4 separate regions of the Mus musculus genome follow, and regions 2, 3 and 4 are each linked to region 1. Evidence: chromatin contacts called from public promoter capture Hi-C data. All regions are on one chromosome and are shown on one strand. The core of a region is the stretch at or near the end of the contact, and the rest is flanking DNA. Distances in the headings are between cores, read along the strand shown. Region 1 holds the start of Txndc16 (thioredoxin domain containing 16). Region 2 holds the start of Mapk1ip1l (mitogen-activated protein kinase 1 interacting protein 1-like). Region 3 holds the start of Socs4 (suppressor of cytokine signaling 4). Region 4 holds the start of Ktn1 (kinectin 1).

Evidence for each region. Promoter capture Hi-C pulls out the DNA fragments that hold promoters and counts their contacts.
Region 2: a contact with region 1 is called in a promoter capture Hi-C map of pre-B cells, with 4 times the contacts expected there. The contact joins the promoter of Mapk1ip1l here to the promoter of Txndc16 in region 1. A contact is called at or near these places in 4 of 39 promoter capture datasets (the C10 cell line, hippocampal neurons, liver and 1 more), 1 of 484 Hi-C or Micro-C datasets (pre-B cells), 1 of 115 datasets of contacts at active chromatin or transcription factors (astrocytes) and 1 of 9 other capture datasets (adipose tissue).
Region 3: a contact with region 1 is called in a promoter capture Hi-C map of pre-B cells. The contact joins the promoter of Socs4 here to the promoter of Txndc16 in region 1. A contact is called at or near these places in 4 of 39 promoter capture datasets (the C10 cell line, cranial neural crest, hippocampal neurons and 1 more), 2 of 484 Hi-C or Micro-C datasets (B cells and pre-B cells), 1 of 115 datasets of contacts at active chromatin or transcription factors (astrocytes) and 2 of 9 other capture datasets (adipose tissue and liver).
Region 4: a contact with region 1 is called in a promoter capture Hi-C map of pre-B cells, with 7 times the contacts expected there. The contact joins the promoter of Ktn1 here to the promoter of Txndc16 in region 1. A contact is called at or near these places in 3 of 39 promoter capture datasets (hippocampal neurons, liver and pre-B cells), 1 of 484 Hi-C or Micro-C datasets (muscle stem cells), 1 of 115 datasets of contacts at active chromatin or transcription factors (astrocytes) and 1 of 9 other capture datasets (adipose tissue).

Annotation. Positions count from the first base shown.
Region 1 is chr14:45,218,086-45,224,687 of GRCm38.p6, reverse strand. It overlaps Txndc16 (thioredoxin domain containing 16), which reads left to right and starts at 5,263. Exons shown (of 21, transcript NM_001310534.1): 1 at 5,263-5,471; 2 at 5,639-5,692. It overlaps Gpr137c (G protein-coupled receptor 137C), which reads right to left and starts at 4,971. Exons shown (of 7, transcript NM_027518.2): 1 at 4,270-4,971. The coding sequence starts at 4,695.
Region 2 is chr14:47,293,822-47,300,682 of GRCm38.p6, reverse strand. Mapk1ip1l (mitogen-activated protein kinase 1 interacting protein 1-like) reads right to left here and starts at 2,409. Exons shown (of 4, transcript NM_178684.6): 1 at 2,278-2,409. Gm35078 reads right to left here and starts at 4,141. Exons shown (of 2, transcript XM_006519856.4): 1 at 4,060-4,141; 2 at 2,278-2,700. The coding sequence starts at 4,073. The coding sequence ends at 2,295. It overlaps Socs4 (suppressor of cytokine signaling 4), which reads right to left. Exons shown (of 2, transcript NM_080843.3): 2 at 4,581-6,861.
Region 3 is chr14:47,273,650-47,280,420 of GRCm38.p6, reverse strand. It overlaps Socs4 (suppressor of cytokine signaling 4), which reads right to left and starts at 3,501. Exons shown (of 2, transcript NM_080843.3): 1 at 3,200-3,501. Wdhd1 (WD repeat and HMG-box DNA binding protein 1) reads left to right here and starts at 3,564. Exons shown (of 25, transcript NM_001360532.1): 1 at 3,564-3,900; 2 at 5,566-5,677; 3 at 6,357-6,508. The coding sequence starts at 3,824.
Region 4 is chr14:47,647,358-47,654,367 of GRCm38.p6, reverse strand. Ktn1 (kinectin 1) reads right to left here and starts at 5,057. Exons shown (of 39, transcript NM_001347527.1): 1 at 4,929-5,057.

The sequences.
Region 1 (6,602 bases), core at 4,014-6,513:
CTTTTCAGTTATTAAATCTTAGAAGCATTGTTAGTAATATTTTACCAGGAGTAATTAACTTTTTCTCTATTTAAGCCAAGATAGTCTATGTATTCATAACATGTATAATCTTTAAGCACAAAATATAAAGACTATAGACAACCCATACATATTTACCTCAACACTCATCAAAATAAAGTAATTGTACATATTACATGTTTCCTAGAATTTAACCTTTATATTTAATAGTATATTCATAGTAGCTATGAGACAAAAATATGATAAAATAACTTGTCCTTAGGAGTTTCCATTTTAGGTGCTAAAAATACATTTGTGGGAAATAATATAACAAACCAAGATATCTGGAAATGGAGTTACATTTATTTAAAGTGTCATTGATATTTAGAATAGTACCTTTATTTGAAGAAGCAATAATAGCATTCATGAAGTTAAAATTTTAAATATTTTAGCTCTTTTAGCATTAGAATCACGTCATTGCATTTTATATTTACTAAGCAACTATCATATATATTATAGAAGCTGGAAGGAAAAATGTCAATATGGACCTCAAAGATGAACTCATTCATTTTGGCATGCATCATAGTGCTCCAAAGATAGTATACTAACTCTTATGCTGTTTTCTTGTATGTCCTAATGAAGGGTAGGATCAGAAAAATCTATTTAAAGACTGAAATCTTCACTAAGGAAAATATAAGAGTACTAAATTTTATCTGGTAAAGGTCATGCTCTACTGATACTGCCAGAAAAAGTTCAGTATCCGTTTTTAGGTTATAATACTTTTATTCTGTTCCAAAAATCAGAAAGATGAAAAGTCAGAAAGAAATACATTTAGCTCAATTCCATTCAGGTGTAATCCAGAATAATTAATAGTTTACACAGTTCTTAACTTTAAAAAAACATGTGTTTTGGAAGAGGCACCATAAAATAATCTTCAAAGTAGTAAATGTTGTTTTCTATGTTTATAATGATCAAGGTTCTATTTTTAAACTATGTATCTGTGAGGGGGTATGTGCATGTGAATGCAGGTATGCTGGCACCTACAGTTACAGTTGTAAGCTACCACCGGCAGCTGTTGGGCACTGGACAGTCTTCTGTGAGAGCAGCAAGTGCTCTTAACTGATATCTTCTGGCCTGATCCATGGTTCTTTATAATGAAAAGTTTGAATGTTTTAAATTCATTAGACATGGACACAACAAATGTTTAAATTAAAAGTAAAATGGAATTGGTATTTAATATGAGACAGTAAAGACAATACTTTGGGACAAAAATAATAGTTTTGTTTTGGTCAACAAACTCTCTCTACAACTTTGCTATAGTATGAAGAATCCAAAAGCTGGCTATGGCAGCAGTGCCCACAATTCCATCACTTGGGATGCTGAGGCATGTGAGTTTTAAGTTTGATAACATCTTGGGCTACACAGCACATTCCAGGCCAGTCTGAGCTCACTAGCATGTCCATCTGAAAACAAAACAAAAAACTGAAATAAAGAAACAACTCCTCGAAGAGAAAAACTTTACGAATTCAGAATGATCAATAGAAAATATACTTCCAGTTACTTGGAATTGTTAATTAAAAACTGTCATCCAGAGCTGGGCATGGTGGTATACATCTATATTTCCTTGCATTTGGAAGGCTGAAGCAGGAGGATGGAGAGTTCAAGGCCAGCCTGAAGTACATAGACAGTCTGCCTCAAAAAATACAAGAAAAACAAATCCACACTTTTCTTACCTTTTTTTTTTTTTGGCAAAGTACTACAACGTGTAACTTGTAGATCCTTCTGCTTCTGTCATCTAGGTATAAGGATTACAAATATGTGCTCACATACTCACCTTTTAAGTTCAGTTGTTATATAGGCCATATTGTCTTAGAACTATGTAGTTTAGGATGCCCTCAAAATCATGGCATTCTTCCAGCCTCTCCCTCCCAAGTGCTGAGATTATAGGTACATACCACACTTGACTTCAAATACTCTCTTAAGTATAGATATCTATGAACTGGGAAATAAATTCTGATTCAAATGTCTATTATAAAGCAGGATTTCAAAAAAGGACAATATTTATTCAAGTATTATGTCCTAAACTTTTTAGTGTTATTATAAAAGGCAAGCAACCCATAAGCCCTTTCCAGAAGATACTAAGAAACAACCAATCAAACAAAAGAGCTTCAGTACAGTATTTTGAAATTTATATTTTCTAGGGTAAGAGCTTTTTCCAAAAAAGTGTATCACACAAACAAGTGATTCATTTAATAAGACTTTCAGACTTTAATGTTTTCTTACTTGGAATACCAGTGATAACATGTGAAAACTATGTAGATAATCTTTATTTTTTTTGTTCTAGAAATACTTTTTAGAATTTTGTGCTTAAATATAGTTGATATTTTTCCTATTATGTTTGGCCACTTTCTTTCCCTTTGAGTGAGAGGTGCTGTCTGGTAGAAGATACAAGGGAACCCTTAAGGCATCCAAGATCTTACTCAGGCTGTTGGTAACTTGGATGTATACATACATAACACTTCCCTAGCTGCATGTTTAAGATTGTGTACACTTTCTGGTTATGTGTTACATCTCAAGTGAAAGGGTGATGTTAGCAAGGTCCAATGAATTGCATATATAATTTTTTAAGACATATGGGGGGGGTGACAACACCCGTGGTATCTGATGCTCCTAGCAAATTGACTTTTAATCATTTTCAGGTAGATTAACTGTATCTGAGGCTAAAGTAAGTCTTCAATAATGAGAAATTACTAATGTACTATCAGAAGTGTCAAGAAGAACTCAGTATCAGTTTACCTATAAATATGTGTTATAAAACCTTAAGCAACTGGATGATCCCCAAATATGATACCATTGTAGCATGTTTATTTGATTTACAATTGCATATGCTTTTCACTTTTGCTTAAGAGTGTGGCATTATTTTTGTGGTATTATGAGGTTTTTTATGGTATTATGTTGCTAGAGAATAAAAATAAAGTTTGGTTTTGTTACTCAATAATTGTTTTTTATTGGATATAGCTTGTATATATAACAATTGTATATAGCTGAAATTACAATTGTGATTTTAAAAACGCTTTCTATTTTCCTGTTTATTAAGGGGAAAAAAAGAGTTGGTTTATGTAGGAAATATAAACACAATCTGATTCAAAAGTGCCTTTTTTGGGTTACTTTTCCTTGGAACTGTGTTAATTCTCATCACCTCCAAAAGCCTTTGAGAGGATTAGCTGCATAGACCAATACCGTTCTATATTAGTCAGTATTAAGTGTATGATGTCACCTTTTTTTCTCCTCTCCTAAGCTCGTATTTTGAGGGAAAAGAAGACTGGGGGGGGGGGGGTGGAACCTGAAAATAATAAGGCATAAATACCAGATAGACATGATTGACAACCTTATACCCCCAACCTGTCTGAAATGGGTCAAATGTGCTGCAGAACAATGCAATCCAACCAGCAATTCCCCGTAAAAGAGAAAGGGGGTGTGATTAGACTCCAGCTATTAAGCAAGTTGTTGGAAAAACAAAATCAAAAACACCAAAAAACATAGTTCCGTGGTTTGTTTCTGCAACAGGCACAGGTTAAGCTTGTATCTTCTCTCCTAATTAGCTCTCCCCCAAAGGGCTGTGCTGTAAGAGACCGCCTAAATCGCCAAAGCAAGCAGCAACTGGGACAAACACTAAGGGCTTTATGGAGGTCCTTCGACTGTCCCGCAGCATTGGTTATTGATCGTTCACCCCGTCGGGGAAGCGATCGATCAGAATTTGTGCAAGGTGTATCGAGCCACAGTTAAGGAGATGCGGGGGGGGGGGGGGATATAAGCTTCTAATAAAAGAAACGCAGCAACAATAGCGGAGGAACAGCTCTGCCTGGTGACGTAATGGCTGGCAGCGGTCCAGCTTCAGCAGAGCTGCCTCTACTTCAGCATCCAACCTCCCTCAACCCGGTCCAGCCTCGACAGAGCTACCGGAGCTGCTACTTCTTACGATGCTTCTCTGTGGTCGCCACCAACGCCTTACGTGGAGGTCTGGGACATTGAACAAAGGGTGTCCCACTGCCTTAAGTTGTCGGGGCACGCATACTCTCTCTCTCACACTTCTCCAACCCCCTCAGGCACCGAGTCCATCAGCGGCTTAAGTTGAGGGAGAGGGAAAGACAGGAGTGTCTCAGTGTCCCCAGACTGCCCTCCGGCCACCTCCCCCAGCCCCGACCCCTTCCGTCTCGGCAGGAGTGGATCCCGGCGGCCCCGCTCCCCCGCTCGCCGGTCCTCCCGCCTTACCTCTGCCAGGTAGAGGTTGAGGAGACAGAGCGTGGAGAACTGTAGGCAGGAGGGGAAGCAGTAGAGCAGCCAGTGCGGGAAGAAGTGCAGGCGAGAGGGTGGCCGCAGCAGGGGCAGAGAGCCGCTGAGGGAGAAGGCGGCCGAGAAGAGCGTGGTCCTGAGCGCTGCCCACGCGAGACACAGGAAGAGGCAGAGGCTCTGGTAACTGAGCCGCCGCTCGCGGTACAGGAGCAGCCGCCACAGCTGCAGGTAGGCAAAGGCGAAGAGCGCGGCGTAGAGCAGCGCGTGCAGCACGCTCAGCGCCAGCTGCACCGAACCGGGAACCGCGGCGCCCGAGGCCGCGACGGCGCCCCCGCCGGACGTCGAGGGTTCGCGGCCGGCCGTGGGGACCGCGGCGGCCGCCGGCCCGGACACTGATACCCTCATGAGGGGACGCGAGCAGCGGGGAGGGAGCGCGGGAAGGAAGCGGCCCGAGCGCCCCCCGGACCTCCCGCCCGCCCCAGCCTGCGGCCCCGGGCAGCGCCGTGACAGGAGTCGCAGCCCCGCGCGATGGCCGCGGCTGCCCTCGGGCCCGCCTCCCCTTCCCCCCGGGGGGCTCGGTTCCTCGGGCCGCGGCTCGGCTCCGCAGCAGCAGCAAACAACTCTCGGCTGGAGACAATCAGCTGAGAAACCCGAGCTTTTGAGGCGCTCGCTCCGCACTGTGAGCTGCCGGCGATTGGCCCGGGCGGGCGCGCCCTCCGGGCGCCTCACTCGGAATACCACAGGCCTCAGAGCCTGTCACTCCAGAAGCCTTTGATCTGATTGGCCTTCTGCTTTCTCCTCTTTTACCCCCGCCCCTCTTCCCACCCACGCTGCTGATTGGCCCAGCAACTGCAAGACTTCCTCGCGCCGGCGGGAGGACTCCAGATTCTGTCACCTGGGGCTGTTCTCGCTCCGCCCCCTGACCGTCCATTGGTTGGAGGATCTCTTACGTAAGGAGCACGAGGAGCAGGCGGAGCCTCGGGGGTTGTTTTTTCGCCCAAGAGACTGATTTTGCGGAGGCAGTGCCGGCCGTGGGCGGTGAGCTTCTCAGGTAGGCGTAGTTGCTTTGGGAGCCGCCGTAGGGACCAGCCCCTGCCCCGCCTTCTGTCACCATCTCTACTCTGATGGCGGGACGTGCTGTCCTCAGAGACCTTTCATCTCTGCACGAGAATCTCAGGCAGGTGGGTAGCAGCGCGGGCCTCAAGACTTTGCCTGCAGGATTGCATGCACATCAGCACTCGGCAAACGTCCCTCCAGCCAGGTTGCTTGCTGATTCAGTTCACCTGTTTCTGGGGGCACCAAACGACGCTGGTTTTGATTTCATTTCCCCCCCTTTTCTTTTTCTGAGCTGGAGGAAACACGGGGCGAGGAAAGCGAATGAAGCAAAGCGCGAGCGGAAACTGTAAGTAATCAACCCTTTCTTCTCTTGGGAAGAGGTCCTGAAGGATGGTGGTCCTGGGAACAGATGAACGTTGAGGCCTTCTCCAAGGGGAAGGTGATTCTTCGAAACTTGCAATTTAGAAAGCTCTCTTGGGCGCAGGGGTGGGCAGGGGAGGGGTGGGGGGAGCGCGGAGCAGTAACAATGTGGTGATTGTCCAGAATGGAAGAGTTTGTGTGAGATTCTGCTTGTGTGTTGGAACAAGTGGTGCTATTCTCATCAGAGACTGAGAGATACAAAATAAGAGGTATATTTCTGCTTTAAATAAGTGAGGAACGGTTGTATGTTGGCCACTACATGAAGGTTTTTTTTTTTGTTTTTTGTTTTTTGTGTTTTTTTTGTATTTGGTATTTGGTAGCAAATCAGTCAAAGTAATGCAAGATGAGGAAGGATCCTGTGTTCTCAGAGTGAGCCTCTCATTGCAGATTCAGTGCTTCTGTAGACAGCATATTTACTGGAGCATCCAATATCCAGCCTTTCCTAAATACTCCCTCCTTAAGGTCTGCTTAAGAAGATGGCTGTTTCTCAGTCCTCCACCACCAAGTACATGTTACAAAGGGGCTTAAGATCTGTTCTGTACTTATTCTGGTCCAGTAGTTTGCCAGACACCAGACAGTATTACCATCCACAAGTGTAATCATGCACACACATGTACAATAATGATAAAATGAAAAGAAAGCCCTAAGTCTGTGTTTATTCAGTGGTAGGCTCATCAGGAAGACTATAATGAGGCAGGAGACTCTCCAGCATTTAGATGTTGTCTTTTTCTCATTAGCTGTATGGTGGAGGCTATGTTACAGATGTTTAGCCAGATACACATGTGGATGGTCAGCTTTGACTGAAAGGGAAAGGGGAAGTGCAGGATTGATTTTTG
Region 2 (6,861 bases), core at 1,160-3,659, 2.1 Mb before region 1:
AAGGGTGAGGCTTACAGGTTAATTTTGGGCATTACATTAGTATATATTATATTGAAAGCAGATTCTGGATCAGTACTGGGTAATTTATCAGATTATATTCCATTTTATAACTGGGTAAGTAAAAAAGCTTGGAATGTTTTGAACATCATAGTAGGAGCTCTTATAATGTATTCCTATTAATTGGAACCCAAGCTTTAGAGTAATTAGTGGCATGGCATAGACATTCCTGAGAAGTGGTATCTCTGCAGTCTGGAATAAAAGCTAGAGTATTAGGTTAAAGACAGGCTCCGGGGTAAGAACAGTTTGTATAAAACCAGAGGAAGACCAGTCTGGGGGAAAGCAGATGCAGTTCAAATTGGCTGGAATACCAGAAAGCAGTAAGACGTTTTAGCAGAGGGTTTTGGACAAGAGTGCTAAATAGCTTTACAGCTTACTTGACTGAGTCAACCTCAGTTTCTTCATGAAGTTAGAATGGGCTGTCATGCTATACAGGAACTAAACAGGACTTCATCTGACCCAGTGACTAAAACTGGAAAATAGCAACAAATGTCCAATTCTCTCTTCCTGCCATTCTTAACATTTTAAAAACTATACACGGGGTTGTTCACTTCCATGGAGGTTCCCCAGAAGGCTAGAAGTGCTTAATGTCCTGGAGTTATACGTGGCTGTGAATGCTGGGACAGAACTCCAGTCCCCTGCGAGAATAGTGCATGTGTTCAACCTGAGCCATCTCTCTCCACACTGCAGCCCCATCTTCTCCTTCTCACTTAAACACAGAACAAAAAAGCCACCAGAGTAGACTGCCTGCCTGGCCTATGGTCAAATCCAGTTCTCTGAGTCCCATACATGGCAGTAAATGGGTATTTTCCAGAGATTTGCTGAGGCTTATTATACTAATCTGTAAATAAATCTCTTAAGTCACTGCCTGGCACTGAGCAAAAAACTCAACAAATGTTAGCTTTTACAACCGATACAATATGGCCACAAACCTTTGTCTATTTTCAAAGCAGAGAGCAACTAAAAAAAAAAAAGCAATTTCCTAAGTACTGCACAAACTTATTTGGTGGCAAAAGCTGACCCGACATTATTTATCCATTTCATTTTCCACCCACTCCCCGCTATAGTCTGAATAGTTACAACTGCTGAATTTTTTTCTTTCCTTCCCTAAAGTTTTGGGACTTGAATTTAGGACCTTGTAGCAAGCCGGGCTAGCACTTATCTACAGGCTCACCCTGTGCAAATATTACTAATTAACAGTCCCCGAGTCTAGGGCTCCTCTATAGTTAACAGTCACAGAATCTCAAGATTGCTGAATTCCTAAGGTTCCTGAGCCCAACGCTCAACCTCTGTAGGGAGAATGAAGATGACACCGATTCCTTCTGTAATCAAAAAGAACATTCCAACCTCGGCAGCTGCAGGAAAAAGTTTTTGAAGGGAAGTGTTCTAGAGAGTGGCTCCAATACTCCACGACTAAAAACTGCCCTCCTCCCCACCCAAGGAGCGCCACTAACAAAGACTTCCGAGGGCGACTCCAGCTTCTGAGGGTTTGGCCTCCAAACAGGCCTTTCGCACATGGGGGAGGGGGCAACACGTGTGTGTTTCTGTAGTAGGCTGTTACACATCTACGGTGGGGTCTGGTTTAGATACTTCAACTTTAGGATTCGTGAAAACATTACTTTCAGTTTTCATGGCAGGGAGGAAAAAAAATGGTTCAAGCGTTCTAGCTAGCTCAAAGGAGAACGTCACTCACTCAGCCCATGGCACCTTCTGTCCCCCGTAGTCATTTAAAGAATGGGTAATTACGATCAGCGAGAAGCTTGTCACACAGAATTATCAGGCGCCAGACCTTGCTGTAAGGATTCGGGTCTCCTCCACTGTCGTTTTTATTAGAAATTAGTGGCTGGGATACCGGTGGAGGGGCAAGGGGACGGGGGGGGGGTGTGGGGGACAAACAAGCTGCCCTTTAGGGTTAAGGGAACAAAGGGAATCCGGGATCAACCGGAGCGAACCAGCCCCCAGCCGGTCACGCAGGCGGATGTGGGGGAGGGTCGCCCGCTCCCGCCTAACCCCTCACCCCCCGCCCGCCCCCGCCCAAGCCTGGCATGACGTGGGCGCCCCGGAACCCGACGGGCGCGACATTAGATCCCTCGGTCGCCTGGTTCCCGGGGGACCCTCCCCATCGAAAGCTCTAGAGCCGCCAGGCCCCCCGGGACCCCGCGTCTTCGCATCGTCTCCCGCCAGCCTCGCGCCCCGCCGCAGGCGCCCAAGCGGACTCACCCGGCAGGATCCGAGTCCTAGGCGCGGCACAGTGGCGGCGGTGAGTCCAGAGAGACGGGCAATGGAGACCCGCTGAAGGCCTGATGGACCGAGACGACAGCGACACGGCTCCTCCTGGCACCGGAAAAGGAAGCGGGGAGGCCGACCTGGCCGCCCGTTATTTCCGCCCGCCCCGCCCAGCTTGCACTGCGCCTCCAGCCGGCCGCCCACGAAACTGCAGGCAGGGCCGCGTGGCTCCGGGAGCCTGGGCTGTTTCCCTCTGGGTGGAGCGCGGGAAGGTTTCCCTGCTTCCTGAGTCCAAAAGACCCAAAGGAAACCCCCTGGCCGGTGATGCTCACCGCAACCCAGGGACTGAAAGCGGAGTTTGGATTCTCTGTGTTTAGAGGTTTTTGTAGACAGGCTCCAAGCTGGCTGTCAGTAGTCCTGTTAAAATCGAGGGTAAAGAGATGAGGGAAAAGGGAAGTCTTTCTAAAGGTCTTGCGAATGAAAACTTTTAAAAGCATATGTCTGCAGAGACTGAGTTGTATAAGTTGGAATTTCAGTACTGTGGAAAGATTGGAATGTTGCAGGTCCAGGGGCTAATTACCTTATCTTGGGCTAGTGCTAGCCCTCCAGAATAGCCACCTCTGTGTCAAAACTAATATCTTGTGGCAATAAGATTAAAAACCTTTTAGGTCTATTAACAGGCAACTAGCCTCTGCCAATCCAAAAGCTAAGAATGTCATCGGATAATGTCTTAGATGTATAGAAAAGCTTCCTCTATCTTGATGTACCCTCCAATGTATCCATCCACCAGTGTGTTTTAAACTTTGCCTTGATTTATAGCGTTCTCTGTTCTGTAAAACTAAAAACCTCGTGATACTGGTTCCATGTTGGGACATGGAATTTGAGGTAACCTAAATTTGTGTTTTGGTGCCATCATCATTCAAAAATGGGTCCAGAATAAGCTATCTCTGATTCCCTTTAAGTTTTAAATTAAGAATAGTGGCCTCAACCTGTGGTTTATGAACCCTTTGGGCGTCGACTCTTTCATAGGGGTCGAATATCAGATATTTACATTATTTATAACAGTAGCAAAAATACAGTTATGAAGTAGCCATGAACTAATTTTCTGGTTGGGGGTTACCACAACATGAGGAATGGTATTAAAGAGTCACAGTATTAGGAAGGTTGATAAGCCACTGCTGTAAGATGAGAGGTGTTGGGTTTTTGAGACTGGCCTCTGTTTCTGGGAGACTCAAAACTGACATACCAGAAAGCAAAATCTAAATCTACATACAGATTTTCAGCCGGTCGTGGTGGCGCACACCTTTAATCCCAGCACTTGAGAGGCAGAGGCAGACAGATTTCTGAGTTTGAGGCCAGCTTGGTCTACAAAGTGAGTTCCAGGACAGCCAGGGATACACAGAGAAACCCTGTCTCGAAAACAAACAAAACAAAAAAATTTTTTTCATTTTTTTTTTTCCTTCCCAGACTTCTGATGTATGTCAGGTCCCAAAGAAACCCTAGACAAGTAAGTGGCCTCCCCAGCACTTCTCACCCCACCCGCTACAGTAAACCTATCTAACCTCTAACCTCTATGACTTCATTTCCACTGAGTGTTCTCCTAATCTGGTTTCTCTTGTCAGGTCTCTTTATCTCCAACCCCCCCACCCTACCCCACCCCACCCCACCCCACCCTTATTCCCCACCCGCCACGACCCTGTTCAGTCTGACTCTTCCAGTTGCCACTGGCTGTTCTCTCCCTCATATCTACAGTAAAACCTCTCTTCTCAACCATACCAAAAAGTGGTCATGTCCTCACTTTCATTCCAAGGTAGGAAAGCTTAAAAAACCAAACCACTGGCTGGAATCACGTCTCAGCAGGTTAAAGTGCCTGCTGTACAAGTTTGACAATCGGAGTTTGACCCTTAGAATGAAGGTAAAAGATAAGTAACTCCACACTTTGTCCTTTGACCTCACACCTGCTAATTCCCATCCTCCCCCACCCTCCAGCTCCCAATACTAAGAATGAAAAACACAACCACAAGGCTGGGGCCAAGGTTTTGGATTAGCAGGTAAAGGTCCTTGCCAAAAACTCCTCACTCCCTGAGTTTGCTCACTGAAAACCATGTGAAAACCTAGGCACTGTGGCTAGCAGCTGGAACTTCAGCATGCCTACAGCTGGAGGCTGAGAGGCTAAGCCTCAAAGTCAAGCCACAAGACAATTAGCCCTCAAAAAGTTGTCCTTTGGCTTTCGAAAGTGTATCATGGTATGCTCCTGAATTTAACACATGCACACAAATCTTTAAAAACGACAAAGCTTTTGGATTTAATATATTAAGCGAAAATTTATTTAGATCAAAAATTTTAAACCTACAGAAATATTTGTCAAGATTAGAAAGTGAAAAGAAACAGTATGGGTTACACACCATGATTGACAACATAGCTTTGTGAAATCATTAAACTCTGATATTCAAGTGTATATATTTCATACTCGGCTCATACAAATGTATCCAATTCTAGCAAAGCCAGCATAATTTAAATAAACTTTCTTGAGTTTTACATCATGACTCCTAAGTCTGATAGCTTAGATTTGATTTATAACCATGGTAAAATGATCTTTATTTCCTGCAGATGTGATTATCTTTCCAAATAAGGCCAACATCAGTTTACACAGATCTTCTGAAAGGCAGGAGGAAACTCCAATTATCTAATTGTAGGGTTTAAACCATAAACCCAAATTGTTCTATTATCTCCATTATCAGAGCAAGTCAAGAAAGCTTATTACAGACAAGTGAATATGATTTTGTATGCCCCACAAAGGTGCTACTTTAAAAATGTGTCATTCTCAACTAGTACTGAATAGCTACTCAGCAACTATTATTTTCAACTATGATCCAAGGGACACCTTTTACTGAACATTCAGGAGACCAAGACCATTACCTACATTTCACAGGAAATTAAGGCAAAGGAGTATTTAGGATTGAGCAATCCATTCAAAATTACAAAATAGACACACTGTCTTGAAGTTAGTTTTGTCCTAAAGCCTTTTCCACTAGATAGCCATTACTTTACATGTCTTCATCGTCTTCTTTTCTCAAGACAGGATGTAACAATGGCCTGGAACTCACAGAAATCTAGTCCCAAGTGATGGGACTAGAGGCCTGTACCACTACACCTGGCTAAATAGGCTATTTTAAACATTGTTTTGTCTTCAGGATTGTCTTATAATTAAGTATGGACTCTGAAATTTGCTCTGCCAAAATAAAAATATAGTTGCCTACTGGATTGTGACTGTAGTTAAAAATGACAAATACTTTTAATGAAAAGAGGGTAAGAGATCTATCTCAAAGCATCAGATTCACAGGAAAGAAGTACTCTATTATATGGATCTAGAAAACGATCCAAAGTTCAGAGATTGAACGTCGATAATTTGATTTATCTTAATGGCTTTAGCTCATGAATAAGTGATAAAGGCTTATGTGTTTTTCTTATAAAAAGATGAGTCTTATTTGCACATTTGTTCTATGTTTTAAAGGATTCCTAATTACTAAGATATTCTTAATCTTATTTATAATAAGTCAAAACCTTAAGCAAAAGCCATTCTTTGACCAGAGTTAGCCATTAGCTGAAAGTCAGCAAACAATACAGGTTTGCTTACCAAATCAATAAATCTAGCCACAGGCTGACTAAAAGCTTCCTTTAATGTTCCTATCAGATCCCCTTTAAATTAACATATCCCCTCCATTCATTATTTAGACCACTGACACAGTTATATATCAGAAAAATCACATATAACTCTTCATAGAAAAAACACCCAAAGAAACTTTTAAAAATAATCCATTCAGCATATTTTAGCAATCGTAGCATGACTCAAGATGCAGGTCTAACAAAGAGCAGAAGGGTCTGTCCTAAAAAGCCCCAGGAGAAATGGAAAGTCAAGTTCACTTCCTGGTTGTGCTGGAGGCTCCCAGAGCAGCTGGCGTCTGCTCCAGACGAGCTATTAGCAATAAAGTGGTTCCCTCTCGCTGCCTTTTCCCTGAGGCAATGCCTAAATTCTTAATTTTAATATTTTATCTTGATTCTTTTAGCTCCATCCTGTCTCACAAATAAACTCTGCACAGTTCCCCCATACCAACTGCTTTTCTTTCAATTCCTTTTCTTTCTTCCTTCTTTTGTTTTGTTTTGAGACAGGTCTCACTGTGTAGCCCTGGCTGGCCTGAAACTCACTTTGTAGACCAGGTTGGCATCCAACTCTGAGGGACCCGGCTGCCTCTGTGTCCCCAGTGCTGGGATTAAAGCTGTGGGCATCAAGGCCTGCACTAGACAGTCTTTCAACTGGAATTAATACTATTCAAATGTTCCACAATTCAAGTTAAGAGTTTTAACATTTTCATTTAATTGAGACTTCCTTGCATACTTCTTAAATTTTATTTATGCTAATTTAGCATAAATTAGTTGCATTTTAGCTATTTAACTCAAATATATTTTAAACTTTTTATGAGTTACTTTTGAATACTGATGTTCATCACAAGAACACAGTGATAATTTCTCTACATTCCAATCCCTAATTTTTTGTTACTCTCTTCTCTTTCCTTCACA
Region 3 (6,771 bases), core at 2,252-4,751, 2.1 Mb before region 1:
ATAAGTACATCTCTCAGAACTCATCAGAGAAGTTTCTTTGTACAGTGGATGGTGGTTAACAAACACTTTCCATTCGTCAAAGTATAAAGACTAATGTCAATGCAGTGTTCAGCCACCAATGGGGCATTCAAATCACATGCACCGCAAACTAAGGGACCACTGTGGAAGGTAAAGAGAAACATCTTTTTTGTTTTGTTTTGTTTTTTGTTTTCCAAGACAGGGTTTCTCTGTGTAGCCCTGGCTGTCCTGGAACTCACTCTGTAGACCAGGCTGGCCTCGAACTCAGATATCTGCCTGCCTCTGCCTCCCAAGTGCTGGGACTAAAGGCATGTACCACCACACCTGTCTTAAGAGCCAGAGACTGGGGAGAACTGGAGTGAAACTGTCCTTCAGACACAAGAGGACCATCAAATGCATGAACTCAGCTGCTGTGCCTACCTGCACAAGATCAAGCCAGTTAACACTCTACAATGGAGTGGAGAGGTACTTCTGAGAAACTTCTGACAGGTGATACTTCTAGGGGAGGAAGAGTCGGATTTCTGACTGAGGCAACCGTGTTCCAGTGGATGGCCCTATATTCCTCAGTAGACTGGCAACACAAATTGGACAGTGGTAGCTTACTAAGCAGAGTAGTGGGCCTGGGGAGAATTAAGGGGTACAGTGACATGATGATGAGTATGATCAAAATGCAATGTATTAAAACTTGATAATCTCTGTCTTGCTATGCTCAAAGTCAATCTAGTGCTGACAATGTAATCAAATGAGCAAACACCAGCTGTGCTCACCTGGAGGAACTAGGTGGCTAAGAGCAGAGGGACTTTTACTATATCTCCTTCATACCTTACTGGGTTTATACAAGTATTATTTACTCCCAGAATAAATATGCTATTCACATTCACTCCTAATTCATTCACAGAGAGATAAAAAAAAAATGTTATCTTTCTCAATACTTGGTTCTCCTTAGCTATTGTTACACCCTTTTCCAGCCTCATCTTCCATAATAAAAACGATTTTTATACCAAGGAAATATTCTATTAAAAAGACATTTTAGGGGCTGGACTGGAGAGATGGTTCAGTAGCTACAAATACTTGCTGTGCTTGCAAAGGACCCAAATTCAGCTTCCAGAACCCACATTTTGCAGCCCACAATTGCGGGATTTAATGCCCTCTTCTGGCCTCAGAAGGCACTGCACTCACCCCTACCATACACATTTTTATAATTAAAAATAAAATAATAAAAAAACAAAACAAAAACAAACCCTCTTCTGTAGGCAAAACTGTTATAGTCTCTTAGATAACTGTGTAGGATCATATAACATTATTTATATGTAATATCTATCTTTGACAGAATGGTAATATATCTATGTTTTCTCAACCTATTATCCTTGAGACCAACACTATTTTGTGAACTTCAAGGTATTAAAATGGTCACACAGTGCAAACTAAACTTCAGTGAAATTGAATCTCTGATCTTGGTATTATTTTTAGTTAACTCATTCAGATACCCACACCAATGAGATATGCACTGGTAATAAATAATTCATTTGGGAAATTTTGGTACCCATATGAGAATTACAAGCACACTGATTTTTTCAAATGTTACGTTATTATATATAAACTGACAATTTTGCAAATGCAGTACTTTAGTTATACAAATTCCATTACTTTATTAGCCTGTACATACTACTTAAAATCTATTGCCCAGAACATGCTCATAAACTTGATGAAGGCAGCAGTCACAGTTTTGGATGCATTTAGCATTTGAAGGTTTTATAGGCTAACCCCACTTTAAGCAAAACTACTATATACCTTAGTGCCTAACTAGTAACATGAGGCCTTAATAGTTTTAGACTTCCACGAGTATCTTCTATGTACTTCAATAATTTGGTGGAACTAAGTATCACCTCTACTTTAGAGGTGAGAAATCTGACAATCAGGAAAATAAAGACACACACTCACACTCAAGGTCATACAACAGGTTAGAGTTAAAATTAAAAACGAAACTGTTTAATCATCAGGCTTAAGCTTATTCATACCTGGGAAATCAGCAAAGGAAATATTATCTTAACCTGTCAATACTGACTTGGTTGTTAGGGCAGAGAGAGCGGGCAGGTGTGCTGACATCATTCATAGTTCTAAAATCAAATGGTATCACAGGCACTGTCTAAAGTATTTACATCAATAACTCTTGTTCCCACTTGCAAGTTTCTGAATGGTGAGCTCTGAAAAGCATTACTCTGAAATCCCATTACAATATATTCAATATATAGATGAGTATCATCAGCTCAACTTGAACCTCACACTGTACCTACTCATTTTTATTGTCCAGGTACTGGGCAAAAGAATTATAAATTGGCCTGTCTAAAAACAATAATTTCAAAATAAAAGTAAGTTACTCAAAAGTCATTGTCTCAGGTGCCTTTATTCTTGTGGGAAATTAACAATAGGGTTTTGTTTTGTTTTTTAAAAAAGAATCTCAGATTCTACTTGAGCCAACTACTCTTCCTTTTTATTCATATACAAATCTGAGTGTCTTTTTGGAACCCAGGTTCTTAGAAATGCCTTACAAAATGCCACCATAGCAAGAATACCACGGTTTGAGTAATAACTAAGCTTGCAATTTTTTTAATAAGTTATCTAGATCTACCTCTGTAGAGTTTTCCGGTAATAAAAATAAGTCTGACTGAAACTGTACAGTGGGTACCACAAAAACGCCGTCAAAGCCCCAATTATCACCGAAAATCATAATTTTCAACAGACCAATTTATTAATATGGAGAACGTGAAGAAACAAGAAAAGCATAAACTTAACGGGCCAAGACCTGACTTAGTAGAGGATGTGTTATCGACTGCCACGATGAACAGAAACCTGTAACAATACAAATTAGACCTCTCCTTTTAGATCTAAAAGCAGTTTGGTAAACTTTGGTCGGAACTAAATAGAAAACCCAAGTTAACTCTCTTTAGCATTATTTAGCTAGAGTCGCAAGAAACAAGAATCAGTCCATCCTTTATTACCACAGAAATGACAAAGTTGAGGGCACGAAGGGCGTGAAGAATAAAGGCTTGCCAAGGTCTGTCCCTAACCCGGTCCCGAGGAGCTCGATCGGTTCAAGGAGGCGACTACGGTGGCTCGGGAGGAGATCCTGAAAGGGCAGGCGTCAAACCCCAGCCCTCGCCGCCACCCTTCCCCCTCTCACCTCTCCGAGCTCAGCTCAAGCGGAGCTGTCCGAGCGCCTGCCGCCATCACCACCGCCATCACCCGGCGCTCGCTCAAGCGCGGAAGAGAGGCCCGGCCACTCCCGCTCCTCGTGCGGCTCCCGCCAGGCGGAGGCCTGGCTGTCAGCCCCCGCCCCGGCTCCACGGTCAGCCCAGAGTCAGACTTGCCGCTGCCTCCGCCTGCTCTCCAGGGACCGCCGCCACTTCCGGGTTCGGCTCCCACCTTTTCTTTCAGAGCGGCCCCAGCCACCAGCTCTCGGCTTCGAGGCGGCGCGCTTCTGACGCCACCACCCGGCGACCTCGGGCCGGACCTGGGCTGGGCGGCGGCGGGCCGCGCATGCGCACAGGGCGAGCGCGCCAGAGCGCGGGAAGCGGCTCCGTGCTTCCATCAGAGCAGACGCTGGTGCACACCGCTTGCTCCTCGCCCCCGCTGCCCGTGCTTGCAGAGGGGAAAGCTTGTCATCTCCCGGGCGTGTGTGACATACCTTCCGCTGCATCGTGCTGTGGCTCCTCGGGTGAGGGAAACAGGACTGCACGGCGCGGAGAGGACGATCGCCCTACTGAAAAAAATACCAGTTCTTACAAAACGGCTCAGGTAGGGAAAGATGCCGGCCACACAGAAGCCCATGAGGTACGGACATACGGAAGGGCACACCGAAGTCTGCTTTGATGATTCTGGAAGGTAAGCGTCTTTGGAAACAAAGGACGGGTCCAGCGTGAATGTTAGCCGTCATTCTCGGTATGGACAGCCGGTCGAAGATGACCGATGCGGAGGGACAGAGGAAGGAATAAACAAGGAGCGCCTCTGCCCTGAGGCTTGTTTGCTTTGAACTGTCGTGGCACTTCTAGGACCTCACGAAAATTAAAATCCTTTACCCAGAGGAGTGCCTTCCCGCCACTCACGTCCTCATTCGGTGTCATGTTTATTTTATGAGACAGTTAAGCATCAGCAGTTGCTGTAAATTGCAATGACTGTCGTGCCCAGGAGATGGAATTTTGCAGCTTCCTCTTTCACAGTGTCCCCTGTGTACTAGAGGACATAATGTAAATGTCTAGTTTAGGGCTCAATACTGAGAAGTCGCTTCTTGTCAGCACCTTGTGCGGTCATGAGGCTCTACAATCACCACCATTTACTGGAAATAGAGGCTTCTCTAATTCTTTCTTTCTTTCTTTTTTTTTTTTTTGGTTTTTCGAGACAGAGTTTCTCTGTATAGCTCTGGCTGTCCTGGAACTCACTCTGTAGACCAGGCTGGCCTCGAACTCAGAAATTCGCCTGCCTCTGCCTCCCAAGTGCTGGGATTAAAGGCGTGCTCCAGGCCGGCTGAGGCTTCCCTAATAAAGGCTGAGGGTAGCATTTGAAATGTACATAAATATTTAGACAGCAGTTTGAGGTTATGCAATTTAGCTATGCAGTAGTGTACCCCCTAGGGCCTGAGACCTCCCCTTGCTATGGGCTTTTGAAAGGGTTTACCTACCAAGAATGGGTTCCCCTTTGTGGAATAGACCTTAAATCCAAAAAGCACTTGGTTACCCCTATAGCAGCCATGTCACGCATGCCCACTCAAGTGGACCATTCTTGCCTAGAAGCTGGTGTCCTAGTGAGGGCCTCCTAAAGCACAGGCTGGTCTCCAACTTAACGTGTAGCTGAGGCTGCCTCTGCCTGGCAAGCACGGAGATTACAGGCAGGGCTACTACACTGATGAACACTTTCCTATGACCCCCTTTGGGTTTTCCAATTTGGGAGTTAATCTTTTTTTTCTTCTAAACATTTATTTTATTCATATTCCTTCCTTCCCTCTCTCCTTCCCTTCCTTTTCTTTCCTTCCTTTTTTTATCTTTTTTTTTTTTTTGCCATTAGCCCTCTACTGTTTTTATTTAATTTGCACTTTTATGTGTCCAGATAGGACATAAACAGAATGAACAAAAGCACTTAGGCGATGAGAAGTTTGAAAAACAAGCAATAACCTATTCACATGGCTATTTTAATAATTTTTGGGGTACTCGTTGAGCTCATATATTCAGACATTGGTTATAGTCTCTGTGTGTCCCGAGCTGGTACTGGGGATGTGATGGTGGCTGAGCAGACACAGTCCTTGCTGTTGCAGAAATCATGTGCTCGTCTTTCTCTCACGTTATTACCAAGAAATAATTTTATGCCAAGGAAGAGCCGCAGAGAACATTAAACTCATCTCCGTTTTATAGAATGGAAGCTAAGAGTCTGCTATTGATGTTTATATGGAAAAGAATTCACTAATGTCTTGATTTTTGTTTGAAAATATAGAAAAGTAGCATTTCCTGAAGAGTTCCTGGAACTGGGTGACATTTAAAATGTGTATGTCCTTCACAGCTATATTGTGACTTGTGGCAGTGATGGTGATGTGAGGATGTGGGAAGACTTGGACGACGATGACCCTAAGTCCGTTAATGTTGGAGAAAAGGCATTTTCATGTGCTTTGAAGGTACTTATTTCAGTTGCTGTGAAGAAATGATGGGCATGTGTCTTTTATGCTTAGGTGGAAAAATTATATAAAATATAAATTTCTCCTTGCTGCACTACAACTCTATTACTTCACAACCCAGGAGGGGAAAAGTCAGAGATCTAAGGTGGCAATAAAGTTGACTCTTGCTGGTCTCTGAGGGACAATGTTTCTTGTCTGCCGTGTGGTTGTCACAATCCACGTCACTTTTGTCTCCCTATCACTCCATCTCAGCAGTGAATTCTGCTTAGTCTTCACCTTGTTCCAAAGGCATAATTGTATTGTGGAAGCAGGGCTGTGCTGTAGTGGCTCTGACTTTTGATGTCTTCTACACCAAAACTGTTTTCTTTTGTTGATAGCCTCTAGTCGCCTCATGTTTATGATACTTGGCATCTTTGAAAATATAACTATTTTTCTTACCAGAAATAAAAGAAATACTACAGGCTAAAGATTGGCTTGTGGAGGTGGAATTAAGTTTTTCTAAAGCTAGGAAATTTTTCTCACTAGTGTTTTGGAAAATTGGATACTGAAAATTTCTCTCTACATGAACTGCATTTATAAGGCGTTGTGGTTTTAACAGGATTTTTCATTCTAGAGATACTACTAACTGATTTGGATTTGTTGTGCCAATATGTCTAACCTTTATTTTTTTTTCTTTAAGAATGGAAAATTGGTCACTGCAGTTTCTAATAATACCGTCCAAGTCTATACATTCCCTGAAGGAGTTCCTGATGGCATATTAACACGCTTCACTACAAATGCAAACCATGTGGTCTTCAATGGGGCCGGCAACAAAATTGCTGCTGGGTCAAGGTGAGCTCAGCTCCACACAGTGTTAGAAGAGTGACAGTTTTAGAACTTAGAACACTGTCCACCTTTATTGTAGTTTTATATATATATAGCTTTTGTGCTGAGAAAGGGGATAACTTGTTACAAATTTTAAAAACTATTGTAGGTAGAACCAAAATTAGGATTTCTGTAGAATCAATCAATCTCTCTCTCTCCCTCCCTCTCTCCCCCTCCCTCCCCTCCCTCCCCCGCCCCTTACATTTGTTTTATTTTGTTTTTGAAATACG
Region 4 (7,010 bases), core at 3,808-6,307, 2.4 Mb before region 1:
ACACTGCATTTCCTTCTTCTGAAAAAGATGACTAATGTCTGACAAAAGCTAAATATAGGAAAATAAAACCAAGACCTTTTGAAGGATTGGAAAACTCCAGGATATTTTTTTGGTTTTTGTTTTGTTTTGTTTTGTTTTGGTTTTTCGAGACAGGGTTTCTCTGTATAGCCCTGGCTGTCCTGGACCTCACTTTGTAGACCAGGCTGGCCTCGAACTCAGAAATCCGCCTGCCTCTGCCTCCCGAGTGCTGGGATTAAAGGTGTGCACCACCACGCCCAGCTCCAGGATTTTGTTACCAACATTTTCATTCTAGTTTTTTTAAAAAAACAATATTAGAAGTTATAGAGGCTGGAAAGATGGCTCAGCGGTTAAGAGCACCAACTGCTCTCGCAGAGGTCCTGAGTTCAATTCCCAGCAACCACATGGTGGTTCACAACCATCTGTAATGGGGTCTGATGCTCTCTCTTGTGCTCTGAAGAGAGCAAAGGTGCAAAGGTGTACTCATATACATCGAATAAATAAATAAATCTTTTTAAAAAATTTTTTTTAATTTTAAAAGAAGTTATAGATAATGCTTTTATAATACAATCTCTAGAAGAAAAATCAGAAAACTAGTTCTAAGAAAATTGATTAGTCTAAATAAAAAGATACAGGTACAGATTAATGTTAAATTCCTTAAGTACACAAATATTGAATGTATGTTTTGTCTTGGTGGAGTCTGGGTTTTGGCTTTTTTGAGACAGCGTCTTACTATGTAGCTCTAGCTGTCCTGGAACTCACTATGTAGACCAGGCTAACCTCAAACTCAAAGATCTACCTGCTTCTTCTCTCTACCCAGACCCCCTGAGTTGCTGGGATTAAAGGCAGATGCCACTACACCTGACTAAGGCACATATGTGTTTTAAGTCCCTGTTTGAAGTACCTTTTTAATTATATGGCGTGAGTAACTCAGTCCCCACCACAGTATAACATTATTTCCTCTACCAAAAGGTTTCCAGAGACTCCCTGGCACTCTCTTCTGTTCTCTAAAAATTCCTAGGAAAGGAACAAACTAGTAGCTACGTGTATCCAGAATGCAATATCCACCAAAGAAAAGGAACTGCAAGATACAGGCTTAATTCATTTGACAACTTCTTACTTAGCACCTATTATGAGCCAGACACTGCCTTAAACACATGGGTTAAACAAAGAAAAAAAATCAGTTGTCATGGCATATACTTACAATCCCATACTGCGAGGAAGAATGGGGCGAGGTTGCAAATTCAGGCCATGGGGCCTGGAGTCAAAAGGGTAAATGAAATGCACAGTAGTAGAATGTGATCTAATGTAGCAGAGGCAGGCAGATTTCTGAGTTCGAGGCCAGCCTGGTCTACAAAGTGAGTTCCAGGACAGCCAGGGCTACACAGAGAAACCCTGTCTCAGAAAAAAAAAAAAAAAAAATACTCTTTTTAATTGAAAGTTTGTCTTGCTTCTTCGAATATAAAAGCAGTTAGAAGCCCCAAGGAGTCGGGTGTACTGTTCAAGAGGCAGTGGCAGAAACCCAGGTCAGACCTAGGCAGAAGCCCCAAGGAGTCGGGTGTACTGTTCAAGAGGCAGTGGCAGAAACCCAGGTCAGACCTATGCGGTCAGCACCTTTCTTTTTAGTACCAAAGTGTTTATTAATTTATTTTATAAACTTTAACTTTTTTTAAAACTTTTTCAAGCAAAAACATCAAATGCCAAAATTAACCACAGCCAAAGTCTATATAACTTAATGAACTTCTATAGTTAATATTGACATTTTGAAATGGAAGTTGTGAAGTTTCACATTAAATTTTACACTTTCGGTATCAAATACATTTTATGCACTTAACCACCATTAACCACCATCAAAGACAAAACAAGACCAAAAAAAAAAAAAAAAAACCAAAACCATGACAGACTTAGAACAAGAAAAGCAATTGGCCTTATAACCTCAATCATGTCTTAACCCTAAACTCACCTAACACCTGCACGCAGTCCTTCCTCATCCTTATATTTAGCTTTTCTTGTTCTCTTTTCTTCATGTTGGCTGTGCCTGCATATGCACTAGTTTACGTCTACACAGATACAACTGTTTGGACTCCACTTAGGAGAGAGAACACTCAGTTAATTCCTTCTGAGATTGAGGGACCTTGATTATTAGCATACATTCCAAGTCTGTCCATTTTCCTGCAAATGTTTTTACATCATTTTTCTTTAGAGGTGAATAGTACTCTTTTACAGAGAGACCTAATTTTCATTATGCACTTACCCACTAACAGACAACTAGGTTGATTCCAACTCTTTGCTATAGTGAATGAACATGGGATACAAATAATCTCCATGGTAGAGACCGGACCCTTTCTTTTAAAGGGGGTAGGAGGAAATCATTTCAAGGCTAAAGCTCACAACCCTTTTTATTTTTACTTTGGTCTGTCCGAGATCCACCTGCTCTGCCCTTGGGAGTGATCAAAGACACTATCATGACAAACAGCATTTTTTTTTTAACTGAAAAGGCTTAAAAGCAATTTAAGGCTGTCAGCACCAATTCATGCACTTGACAAACACTTGTAAATTATTACTTTTCTCTTCTAGACTTTAGTGATGGCTTAAGTTACTCAAACTCTGGTTCCTGGCACCTAAAGTTTCCCCCTAAGTTTCTATTTATAGGAACCATATCCTTCATAATCTTAAACCAATTTTCCCCAGCTGCTAACAAATACATCGTATCTTTTTCATCAGAACACCCCAGACTCTGTCCCTTAGAACTGGAGCAGCAATGATGGGGGATGCAGTCCATTTATACATGAGAGGTCACTGCGACTTCTGGACAGTTACTTCTGGTCTCTAGGGATACTCTGGATTTGCCTTCAGAGACCTTTAAAACCACATGCGTAAGAGGTTACTTTCAAACACCTGAACATTTGTACCTCCCCCGCCCCCACCTCCTGCCATTCCTTATTACACATGAGGTCAGATTCCTAAAGCAAACTCTCCTGGAACCACTGAGTTTACTAATTTTTATTTTTTACAAAGTATTGAAAAAATCTTTTTAATTAAAAATTTGGCCATTAAAAAAAAAGCATAGTAGGCATACAAACAAAAATACATATTCGAGGGCTAGAGGTGTCAAAAGTATATATGGCATGCTCAAGTTTCTGGCTGACCCCAGTGAGTCCCTCCCTGGAAAAACGATACATCCTCCAAAGAGTTCAAGTAAAATTCCAGCTAAAGACTGACTGACGGTCAATCTTACCATGCGTCCTCTAGAAGCTGAGCCTCAGAACAAGCCCTTTACTTGTTAGGTCTTTATCAAAATCTAACAAAAGATCAAAACCTACAAACTAGCAAGCCTGTACACTGCTCGGGGGGTGAGGGGTTTGTGTGGATTTTGCTTATTAGATTTGTTTAGGGGGAAACTATATCAGAGAAAGAGGCTGCTAATACTTAGGGAGGTCATAGAAATATACCAATAAAATAAAACAAACCAACGGCTTTCCATAATGCTGACAATGAATCAAGAAAGGATTATATACTGGGTATCCTTTGTGATATTAAAGTGTTTAATACACTTGAGGAATTTTCCCGATATATTTGAGTGTGTGTCTCAGTAATGTAGAACACCTTATTCTCTAATGCACCTGATAATTAAGACATGTATGTCTACTGAGGGCTACAAAATTCAGAGACGTTTCTAACTCAGGGTTGGCATGGGGAAAGAACCTACATAATTAAGCCTAGCTATTTCGTGTAAGGTCTCTAAAAGAAAGGTGGAATGGGAAAGAGGCTTATTTACCAAGCAACACATCAGATATGAAAGGCTACCGCGGCACATACAGAACACAGGTCAGCCGGAATGCCCCAGGGCAGCATGGACAGATTATCTCAGGTCTCATCACCAAATGCTTTTACCCACACCAGAGCCACTGCTGCCAGTGCTTGCGGGTGAGGGGAGAAAACAAGTGCAACCTAATTCAGGCAAAAAAAAAAAAAAAAAGTTAAATCACCCCTAAGTCACCTGCTACACAACTCAATGTCTAGTTCACCTTTGGGGAGCTCCTCTTTACCTGGGTGTGGAGCTGTCAATTTCTCAGAACACTCCAAAACTTTGAACTATTCTATTCGGCCCGCAGCTTCTGAAGCTATGCTAATCCACATAGCTGCTAAGGAATCCACTTCTAGCAGTGGCCCTGCTGTTAGAATCCGGGTTTCCGCCTCCTCCCAGAAGGACCCGAAGACACTAAACAGCGCACTTTTTGACCTAAACCGAGAGGCAGCCGGACAAAGAAGAGAACGCTGCTTCCCAAGCCCCGGTCTCGGATGGCCGAACTCTGCTCCCTTACGCCAAAAGCGGCCAGATCCGGGACACCCCAAATTCTATTGTTGGACACCAAGGCGGACACACCCCTGGGAGAGAGGGAGAACTTCGCAGGATTTCCCCTAACTCCCAGGACCGGGTGGTGGGAGGGGCGGCGCTCCGGGACAAGCGAGGGGAGAGCCGCTCCAGCATGGCGCACGCGTGGCCCAGCCCGAGCCCAGGGCGCCCGAGGCGAGGCGAGGCGCTCCCTCTGGTCACCCTCATCAGAGCCTTAATCCGCCAGCCCGCCCTGGGGCCTGCGAGCCCAGCTAAAAATAGGCTCCTCGGTCACCCCGCGGCCCTGGCGGATCGACCTCGCCCTCAGAGGAGATGGCCGGGGAGCTCCGGCCACTCGCGGACCTGGGATCGGACCTTGCAGCCACGGGGAGATCGCCGAGCCAGAACCCTGGAGCCCGAACCCGCAGGCGGATCCTCGGAGCGGGCCGGCGGCGGCGCGGCCTGGGCGGACGCTGCACACTGCGACCTCCGTGCGAGGCCTACCCCGCGAGCGCAGCCCCCCGCCCTGCGCCCCGCGCCCGCGCGCCCTGGAGTCCCCGGCCCTGCTCCTCACCCTGCGCAGCCGGGTACCAGGCCGGGACGATGCAGCGGCGCGAGCTCTACCTCCTGGTCAGCGCGCTCCCAGGCCCCGCCGCAGTAGCTCAGGTGCCGTCGCGCCGCCCCGCAGGAAACGGGCGGCTTCGGGGCGGGGCGGCTCCGCACGTCCGGGCGTCGCGGCCAGAGGGGCCCGGAGACCGGCCCCTTAAAGGGACAGGTCCGCGCAGCCGGCGGCCTCCAGATGCCCCGCGCTGGGCTGCAGAGACGTCACCCTCCGCCTGGAAGTCCCTGCGGAATCCCTTCATCCATTCAACCCTACTCTGCCTCCCCCAGTCGGCCTTGGTCTCACGTGACCCTCGCACAAAAGTACCACTTGGCCCCCGACACGGGTTGATTCCTTTTAACCGTACTCCAAGTTGCTAGACATACACACACACACACACACACACACACACACACACACACACACACACACACACACACACGGCTGGGATTTCTCCTCCGAAATCCGCAAAACGAGGAATTTATAGAGCCGACCTAAATAAGTTGTGTGCAAATATTGTAAGGCTGCAATGCTTGCTGGCTGCTGGCCATTCCTTAAGCAAGGTTAAATAACTAGAAACTGCAGCGCTAAGAGGGGTTGACCAGAATCTCTGCGTCTCTCTGCTCTTTGCTGCGAGGATGGAAGCTTTTTCTCCGGTGTTGCTTTTTAGTGTTTTATTATTATTATTATTATTATTATTATTATTATTATTATCTCAGACAACGCCAGTCACTGCCCTGAACATATCTACAACATACTCTAAACTCTCCTCAAAAGTTACCAAATGATTGGCACGCTTCTAGAGTGTGGGGTAGAGAAATAGAATCAGACTCACCATTACCATTACCCAGGAGCAATCCTTAATGATTGGAGCATCAGATAAGTCTCAACATTAACAACAGAGAATGTCCTCATCATAGGCTAGTTACAAGAATGCTGCGCATCTGTCTGCGTTCGAATGATTTCCGCCCAAGCTTTCAGAGCTCTTCAAAGCAGAAATGAAAGCTGAAGCGTTTGTAGCAACAGCCTGATGAGGTATTGAGAATTCCACCAGTGTCCAATCACCACTTCTCAAGGAGCTTGCTCTTTTCCTTTCTCATGAGTATTATTCAGCACTCACCAGCTCCAAGGCCAGCAAAACACTGTTTCTGAGCTGCTGTCTCTTGAACCTGTAAGTGCCAGAAGATTTGGCTTTGTTGGGAAGTGAGGCCATTAGTAGCTTAATACAAAGTGTAACTGTATCATTTCTGTAATGGAATGTAAAGGTTCTTGAATAGCTTACAAACAACTCTGTAATTGCGCCCCCTCCACCCACAAAAAAGTTTCCAGTTAGATTTTTTTTTCTGACATTAGGAAAAGGACACCATCATTTGCATACAAATGATACATAGGTTCCTTCGTAAGTTACATAGTAGCATGGTCTTTAGGGAAGCAATCCTCCAAACGTCTTACTTCTTATAGTCGATACAGAAGTATAAATGCGCCAGCCACTTCTATTCGGATGAACTTTGACTTCTCAAAGGGGAACAGCTGGATGCTTCCTTCCTATAAGCTTTCTAATTGCTCACATCAAAACAAAAAGATGTACTAGATATGTTACAGGTGGCAAGCCCTATTGGTATTTAAGACTAATCCTCTAAGTTTTGAAGTATAGTAAAATGTAACATAATTAACTATAGTTAACACACATAATTAACCTAAGTTATAATTAACTGTGACTGCTGCTCACTACTCACCGATGTCATGTCCATGTCGCTGAAACCCACAACTAACTTGCTAAAAGGAATTAGCACTCCCCATCTGAGTTATCTCTTAAAACAATCAGAAATTAAACCTTATTGAAAACTATAAGGTATAATGTAGCTACCGAAAGACTATTTCTCCCCTCCCCCCTGCGCCCCCCCCCCCCCCCCGGACAAAAAGCACAGTTTACTGCTTTTAGCTTGTACCAGTTTTCTTCTTAACGGATTTTGGGGAAGATTTGAAGGCATGCAATATATTGATAGATGAAGAGGCGCCTGCCCATTCCTGTTTTGACCATGTAGGCTTCCCAGA